3 separate regions of the Mus musculus genome follow, and regions 1 and 3 are each linked to region 2. A link is a contact called in public Hi-C data. All regions are on one chromosome and are shown on one strand. The core of a region is the stretch at or near the end of the contact, and the rest is flanking DNA. Distances in the headings are between cores, read along the strand shown. Region 1 has its middle 7.5 kb from the start of Gm38789. Region 2 has its middle 59 kb from the start of Mtpn. Region 3 has its middle 14 kb from the start of Gm38789.

The links. Hi-C and Micro-C count contacts between places; a contact is called where the count stands out from the background.
Region 1: a contact with region 2 is called in a Hi-C map of cerebral cortex, with 2.1 times the contacts expected there. The contact joins two enhancer-like sites. A contact is called at or near these places in 1 of 15 datasets of contacts at CTCF or cohesin (the NIH/3T3 cell line) and 3 of 484 Hi-C or Micro-C datasets (the 3T3-L1 cell line, cerebral cortex and embryonic stem cells).
Region 3: a contact with region 2 is called in a Hi-C map of cerebral cortex, with 1.9 times the contacts expected there. The contact joins two enhancer-like sites. A contact is called at or near these places in 1 of 15 datasets of contacts at CTCF or cohesin (the NIH/3T3 cell line), 1 of 484 Hi-C or Micro-C datasets (cerebral cortex) and 1 of 115 datasets of contacts at active chromatin or transcription factors (pancreatic cancer cells).

The regions. Positions count from the first base shown.
Region 1 is chr6:35,403,926-35,406,625 of GRCm38.p6, reverse strand. No RefSeq gene overlaps it. Among named protein-coding and RNA genes, the nearest start is that of Gm38789, 7.5 kb to the left of the region's middle. Within about 2 kb of position 1,450, at least 8 of the 459 cell types and tissues checked have an H3K27ac peak or open chromatin away from gene starts, as enhancers often do. A contact at or near this core is called in cerebral cortex, where this site is marked.
Region 2 is chr6:35,597,571-35,600,270 of GRCm38.p6, reverse strand. No RefSeq gene overlaps it. Among named protein-coding and RNA genes, the nearest start is that of Mtpn, 59 kb to the right of the region's middle. Within about 2 kb of position 1,295, at least 25 of the 459 cell types and tissues checked have an H3K27ac peak or open chromatin away from gene starts, as enhancers often do. A contact at or near this core is called in cerebral cortex, where this site is marked.
Region 3 is chr6:35,425,077-35,427,776 of GRCm38.p6, reverse strand. No RefSeq gene overlaps it. Among named protein-coding and RNA genes, the nearest start is that of Gm38789, 14 kb to the right of the region's middle. Within about 2 kb of position 1,251, at least 73 of the 459 cell types and tissues checked have an H3K27ac peak or open chromatin away from gene starts, as enhancers often do. A contact at or near this core is called in cerebral cortex, where this site is marked.

The DNA of each region.
Region 1 (2,700 bases), core at 201-2,700, 190 kb after region 2:
ATATAATATATATAGTATACAATGATATATAATATTATATATCCACAGCAGACATTTTTACAAGTTATGTACATGGTTCTAGAAGAGAAGGTTTAAAGCAGCCCAACAAATAATATACTGTCATATATATTACATATTACATACTACACATTATACATTACAGATTTCATATTACATAATATGTTACATATTATATGTTATATATTAGATATATAATTATTATAGTATTATATATTATTGTTTTACATATAATATAAATATGACAGCATATTATTTGTTAGGCTGCTCTAAGCCTTCTTTTCTAGAACCATGAACATAATTTGCAAAATGTCTGCTCTAGATAGTTCTCCCTTTGATCAGTTAACCAGTTTTCCTCAGGATTAAACCCACAACCTATTCTTTGGGGCACCCAGGTCTGGCCAACTGAGAGAAAACACAAGGGCAGACGCTAGAGTTTTCTTGGTTCCAAGCATCTTGCATGAGGCAGGGACCCCAGAAGAGCAGTGATGCACCTGTTCTTGTCTGCTACTACTGGTGGGATGAACACCATGGCCAATAGTAAACTGAGGAGGAAAGAGTTTCCATCCATCACCTTACAGTTTGTAGTCCGCCATGAAGGGATGCCATGGCAGGAACTGAAGCAGCAACCATGCAGGAATCCTGGCTTATTCCTCCCGGTTTTCTCAGCCTGCTTTCTTATATAACCCAGGGCCGCCTGCTCGAGGATAGGAAGACTCGAAATGGACAGAGCTTTCTCACATTCAGTAGCAGTCCAAAAACAGAAAGAAAATGTACCACAGACTAATCTGATGGAGGCACTTTCCCAAAGAAAGTTCCCTCTTCCAAATGACCCTGAATGATGTCGCGTTGACAAAAATTAACCAGTACAGCATCCAAAGGGAAGAGAGAGTTAAAAGGCCCTTTTTCCTCCAATGAGGTCCTCAGCGCTTCACCTTGAGATGCTGTGCTGGATATTTTCATGGTAGCTTGACCCAAGCTTACGTCATTTGAAAGGAGGGATTCACAGTTAAGAATATATAAATATATGTAATTCTATTTATAAAATAAATATTTTAAAAATGTATTGGAGGCTTTAAGAAATAATGCCTCTCCTCTCCAAACACACTCACGCACCCCAGGAAATCCTGAGAAGTCCGTGTAAACCTTCAGAAAGAGATAGAAGAAGGTGTTTGTTAACCTGGCATCAACAGAGCCAGGCAGAACCCCAGTGGGAGCCAGGGGAGGGAGCCAGCTCTTCAAGGCTGCCAAGGCTGTTGCCCCTTCACATTCCCCCCACGCAGAAAGTTCCAGGCACAGATCCTGGTGTTTGCCTTCCCTGCAGGGAAAATGCCTGTGGAACGTTTTCTTGAGAAACAAGTCCCCTGCTCGAATGTGCAATGCGATGCCAGTACAGAATGTGGGGAATGCCGGTCACCTTCCAGGCTGCAGCAGGAAGCCTGGAATTCTAGCCTAGTGCCTGTCTGTTCTCTGCTGTGTGGTGGGAGGTAGCACCTGCCAGCTTCACTCCGTCCTGTGGATCCAAAGTGGAGCCCCGAGGTCCGTGGGACACGTAAACAAACAAAGCTGAAGGTCCGGTTCTGAGTTGTAGAGGACTGGGGTTTTTTTTAAGCCCATTTCAAAGTGAAATTCACTAAGGTGAAACCCAGATGAAGTGCCAAAGGAAAAGGAACACCCAGGAGAGGGACAACATTGGCACAACAGAACCTAGAATCCTCCTATGCCCTCACTGTCCCCCGACTCCCAGTCTCTGTGATCCCAGCGGCCACTTAGCTCCTCAGCAGTTTGTAAAAAATGAGGAGAGTGTTCATTGTTGCTATCTAGAGGTAGCCATCATGAACTCTGGTCCCCCACCCCCACCCCTACCCCAATCTGTAACTATGGAACCAATGAGGCCTTAGCAGCCATGGCAGGTTCTCTGGGTGGGCAGGGGATGGCATTCATTTGTCTCAATGGTATCGAAGTTTCGGATGCCTCTCTAAGATCACGTTTTTTTGGAGGACACCAGGTCTTCAAACTTAAAGCCTTGCCCAAGGTGTTGGTAGCCCTGTGTGAAATTGAAAGATGCCCCTCCCTGCCCATATCTGCCCATCTAGTTCAGAGATGAAGACAAGAAGAGCTGGAGCCTCAGGTGCATCAACTTAGCCCGGGGACGGATAGGTCACCATCTAAAGTCTGCGTGTTGGCAAATAATGAATGTGACTACTGGTCAGAGCAGAGTTCTAGCCACAGGTCCAGCCCAGGGCTCAAAACTCAACATGGCTTTCCCTTTCAAAGACTTTCCTTGTGCCCTTTTATAAATAACATCTAGACAAATGAAGGCAGCAGCCCTAAGCAATAACCGCTACCCCTCTGTAGTTCCTTTCCACCAGAGTCTATTCATAGAAATCACTACATTAGAACTACATTAGAGTTCTCCAAGCTGAGGAAATAGAAAACCACACACACACACACACACACACACACACACACACACACACGGAGCTTTGCTCTGCACTGACTTTCACTATCACATTGTTAAGTGGCCATGAAAACAGAGGACCCAGTGATATTAGACAGTTGGGGCATGGCTTGATCTTTGAGGACATGGTGACCATTTACCCTGCCAGGAACATGAGAGGCAGGGCTAGGACACTTGCCTTGGCTGCAGTACAAGGCAAACCTAAGCTAGGAAGGGCAACG
Region 2 (2,700 bases), core at 46-2,545:
TCCCTCCCCCCATTACCCCTCTCCTACCCACTTCAGTAAAGGGAAGACTTCCCATGGATACCAAACAACCATGGCATACCATAAAAGACTAGACACCTCCCCTTGTATTGAGGCTGAACCCAGTCTGAGTAAAAGGTCCCTAAATCAGGCAAAAGAGTCAGAGACAGCCCCTAATCCCACTGCTAGGAGTCCCACAAGAAGACCAAGCTACACAACTGTAACATGTGTGCAGAGGACCTGGGTCAGTCCCATGCAAGCTCCCCAGTTCAGACTCTGTGAGGCCCTATGAGACCAGGTTGGTTGATTCTGTAGGCTTCCTTGTGCTGCCCTTGACCCTCTGGCTCCTACAATCGTCCCTCACTTCCTCCACAGAATCCCCTGAGTTCTGTGTCTGCATACTGCTTTAGGCAATTTGAGCACATAAAATTTTTCTTCTTCCCTCAATTTCTATCCTTATTTTTTCCTGTCTTTTCCTTTCTGTCACTCTCTACCCCATTAGACCACAAACCTTGGACACCATATGTAGCTCCCTCGCCATCTTTATAATCCCCACCCCTTAACTGAGTGCTGGACATAGAGTAATGCCCCAAATGTGAGGGAGACTGGCAGATGCAAGAACAAAAGAAACAGAATTGTGGGAAAACATAGATAGAAGGCAGAAAGGGAGGCACTGGAACAAAGACATTCAAAGAGAGATTGAGCTTAGGGAGAGAAGGTCTGGGGGAGGATTAAGAAAAACAAGAAAGTAAAAGGGGAGACTTGTGGAGGTGTTAATGAATGGTAAAGAGGCTGGGAATGTTGGTAGGACAAAGGACACAACCACAGACACAACCAGAGACAGTAGCAAATGGAAATGATTGAGAAGCACAAGTGTGGGCTCTGGAAAACTCTGTCTAGAATCCATAACCCATGGTCTTAGTGCTAGTTGCAGTACAAGAGAGAGAGAGAGAGAGAGAGAGAGAGAGAGAGAGAGAGAGAGAGAGAGATACCAGTGGAAGCATTCAGCTTCAACTGTGTCATGAACAAACGACATATCGGTTATTAATAGCATTCCTTGGTCCTTCTTGTCTTGATGTTTAAATAAAGGAGAGATGAGCTTAAACAGATTCGCTTTTAATTGTGATCTCTAAATCACGCTGTTTACTTGCCTATTGCCTGTTGTGGGGCTTTTAGAGATAATTTAAGCCTTAAAGTTTGCATCATGAGGCACTTTTTTTTTTCTGTAGGCACGCCATAAATCTGCAAGATGAGCTGTGATTCATTCCTGTAGGTGTTAGTATGTGATTATGTAAGCCCTGCCAATAAGGGGGAAAAATTACTAGAAATGTGGCAGAGAATAAATACAGGCAGAAATAGCTATGGAAGTGTTGCTTCATAATAAAAGAGGAGCTGTGTGTAAAGAAGTCCTTTATAGCAGTAATTTATAGCACTTTCTCAGACGATCGCCTATCTAATAATTGTGGGCCAAATCAGAAAGCAATAAGACAAAGCACAGCCCTCTAAACGAAAATAACTAATCAGAGGTTCTCCTCTTCACACTGGTTTCTCACAATGAGTTGGGTTATGTCTCCACAAAGACACAGCCCCGCGAGCAAGGAGGCCCACGCTTCACAGAAGCACGCCAGCATCTGCCAGCATGTATCCATAGTATGCAGGGAAAGTCCTCGTGGCTGAGACTAAGTGAGCCTTTGTTTAGCATTTAGCGCTGTAGCACATGCAAATGGGCTTCATGCTCCTTTGCAGGTCTTTGCTGGAATTCTCTGGAAGGCTCTGTACAGTTCCTAGCACTCAGCCACTCTCCAGTCATGGTGACTTTTATGTAACTGAGAACAGATTGATCTCAGAATGGAAGGAAAGGGATTTTTGTGCCTCCGAGAGAAATTAAACCTTGCTCTTGCTGACACTGAATGCGTCCTGTGTACTAAAAATGCTTGGTTTGTTCATTAGTTACTCTTTTTGATATCTGACATGAAACAACTTAAGGGAAAAGGATGTATTCTGGTTCCTTTTTGTGGTTTGAGTAGACAGTCTGTCCCAGCAGAACAACACATTGAGAGCATGGAGGCTCATGGCTGTGTCAGCAGGGTTGTGAGTGAAGCTTTCTTATGTTTCTGAGACTCTAGAAACAAGAAGACTAGGCTGGAAGCAGATGTAACTTTAAGACAAGCCTCTCTACCCCTACGGGTCTACTCCCTCTCTCTAGGTCCCACCTCCTTAAGACTTCACAATCTCTCAAAACAGTGTCACTAGCTATGGACCAAGTTTTCAGACAGATGAGTCTGTGAGGGACATTTTACATTGCAAAGCCCAAAGGCTGGCTGAATTAATGATTGAAAAAGAAAGTCCAAATGGTATATTTCTTAGATTAGCATTATGAACTAACTCTAGGACATCTAGTAACTCCTAAACATGTATCCAGGCATGTTTGTATCTTACAGATGCAAATTTTAATGCTTGGATTAGATACTCTATGGCCCCAAATGAAATTAAGGAAATAAAGAAATGCTGCTATAGAATAATCTTAGCCTAAGTGATGCTTTTCTCAAAAAAAAAAAAATCAGTGAAGAAAATGTTTTTCATATGATTAAAATATGTATGAAAATCTTTGCACCTTGGGCAAGTATCACCTTTCATACAACCCAAGAACTAATGATAAAAAATAGAAAATAGAACTGAGAAAGAAAAAAATACACTATGCCC
Region 3 (2,700 bases), core at 2-2,501, 170 kb after region 2:
TTTTTTTCTTCTCTGAGAGATTTAGCTTTCTCATTGCTCAATTATTTTCATGTCTCCTTCATGGTTTCCCTTATGGATAATACTGTCAGGCTCTTACCACCCATGATTATAAGAACAGTTGTCCATATTTTTCTTCTACAGGTTTTTAAGCTTCTCTTCTCCACTTAACTTGTTGCTTTATGCTGTATTGATTTTGGTATCAGAAGTGAAACCAGCATCCCATGGACCCAGATTCTCCATCCTGATTCACAATCATTGTCACATATAATCACTGTGACCATATTTCCACCTTAATGAACATATTTACATATTCCTTTATACTGGTTCCATAATTTATCTAGTTACTCTTGTATTATTGGGCAATTAGGGTGTTTGCAATTACATCAAACTACACCATGATTACCATAACAGAAGCTGAACTCTCATTCCTAACTTTATGTTTGTATGTGTGTTTGGGAGGTACAAAAGTGCCATCTCACATGTGGGAAGGTCAGAACAACTTGGGGAAGCTGGTGCTCTCCTTCCATCATGTGGGTTCCAAGAATCAAGCCCAAGTCATGTGGTTGGACAGCAATATCATTACCTACTGAGCCAACTCAGTGGCCCTTAAATGATGCTCCTAATAAACATGCTACTGCCTGGCACGGTGGTTCAGTGTTCAATCCCAGTATCCTGGAGACAGAGGCAGACTGATCTGGGCAGCTCTGAGCCAGGCTAGCTATGGTTATAGTGTGTGTGTGTGTGTGTGTGTGTGTGTGTGTGTGTGTGTGTGTGAGAGAGAGAGAGAGACAGAGACAGAGACAGAGACAGAGACAGAGACAGAGAGAGAGAGAGAGAGAGAGAGAGAGAGAGAGAACCACACTTTGTGCTTTCTCTAAATCCAGACCTTGCCCAGTCATTCCATTACTGTGAATTATATCCTCCCTCACCCTCTTGCTCAAACTGAATCCTTAGAAGTAATTCTTGAGTCTTCACTTTTCCTCAGCTTCACCCAGCCCACCACACAAGTGCCATCAGCTCTCTGGCTCGCTTACATCCCACTCCTGCAGTCCCCCTTTTCAAGGCACTGTCCCTCTCAGATGTCAACTGTAGCAGGCCCTCTGTCCCATCCCACAGGCATCTGTCTTCAGACAGTAGAGTGTCATTCTAGGATATACATCACAGCAAGTCACCTCCCTCCTTAGACCCCCTGATAGCTTCAAGCCCTCATCAAGTCCTAGAAGGGTTGTCAGCTGGGCCCGCCCACCTCTCTGACTCATATTCTGTCATGCATTCCTTCCGAGACCAGTTGCCAGGCACTGACCTCATTTCTAGTCCTTAAGTGGGCCAAGCTGGTTCCTAATTTAGTCCCGGATCCCTCACACTTGGCATTGGAGCAGGATAATTCCTTGAAGTGGGGACTGGCCTGCTCACCATAAAATGATGAACAGAATCCCTGCCCTCCATGCCTTAGATGCCATTAGGACCTCTCCAGCTATAAGAATAGAAAAATGTCTCATGGTCTGAGAGTGCAGCTCAGTAGACGAACACTTGTATAACATGCACAGGCCCTGGGTTCAAGCCTATGGATCAAACACTTACATAAAAAGAACCTTAAAACAATGCCAGATATCCACTGGGGAACAAAATCACACCAAACAAAAACCACTGAGTTAGGGCTTTGGCATAAGATCTTCCCTCTGAGGCATGTAGTTTGCAGGGATAGCTTAGCAACCAATAACCCCACATACATCAGTCTAAGCAAAGCAACTGGCCATTCTGCCCTAAGAGCTCCGCAACAACTACCCACTTGTAGTTAGTTCAAAGTCAAACATCCTGAAACTAGAAGGAAATGAGTAGAGCCAACCAGAACCAGCTCTAGATGAACAGGGTGCTCAGAGTGAATTTTTAAGAGGAAATTCCCAATTACTATCTTAGATCTGTGCATGACTAGGCATGTATGTCATTAAAACTGTGGATCATGGGGCTGGAGAGATGGCTCAGTAGTGAAGAGCACTGGCTGCTCTTACAAAAGACTTGTTAGATTCCCAGCACCTACACACCACGGGATTCACAACTAACTGGAACTCCATCCAATCCCAGAGGATCTGATGCCCCCACCTGACCTCCATGGACATCAGCCAAATACTTAAATGCACTAACTTTTTTTTTTTTAATTATGAGATTAAAGCCCCATCCCCAAGCTGAACGGTGATGGTGCATGCTTTTAATCCCAGCACATGGAAGGCAGAGGCAGGCGGATTTCTGAGTTCGAGGCCAGCCTGGTCTACAGAGTGAGTTCCAAGACAGCCAGAGCTATAAAGAGAAACCCTGTCTTGGAAAACCAAATAATAATAATAATAATAGTTAATTAATACCCATGCCCCATGCCTGTACAGAAGATCCAAGATTCTGTCTGCCAATAGTTTACTGGCAAAAGCTCACAAACAAGCTGCCCCTACCAACCAACCCTGCCTTCTTCAGGAGGCTTACAGGGAAGTTGCCCAGGTGAGAGAGGAATTCTGAGCAGCCTTGTTTGAGCCCACTCCTCCTTTGCTTCACACCCACTCCATGCATTCACTTTGCTTCTGAGTAAAAGCCCTCGCTGCTTCCCTGTTTGTTCAAACTCCTTTAATTCTTTGAAACCACCAGTAACCCGGAAACCACCAGTAATACTCTTCTAAAACATTCTACTGCTGAATCTTTATGCAAATATTTTTC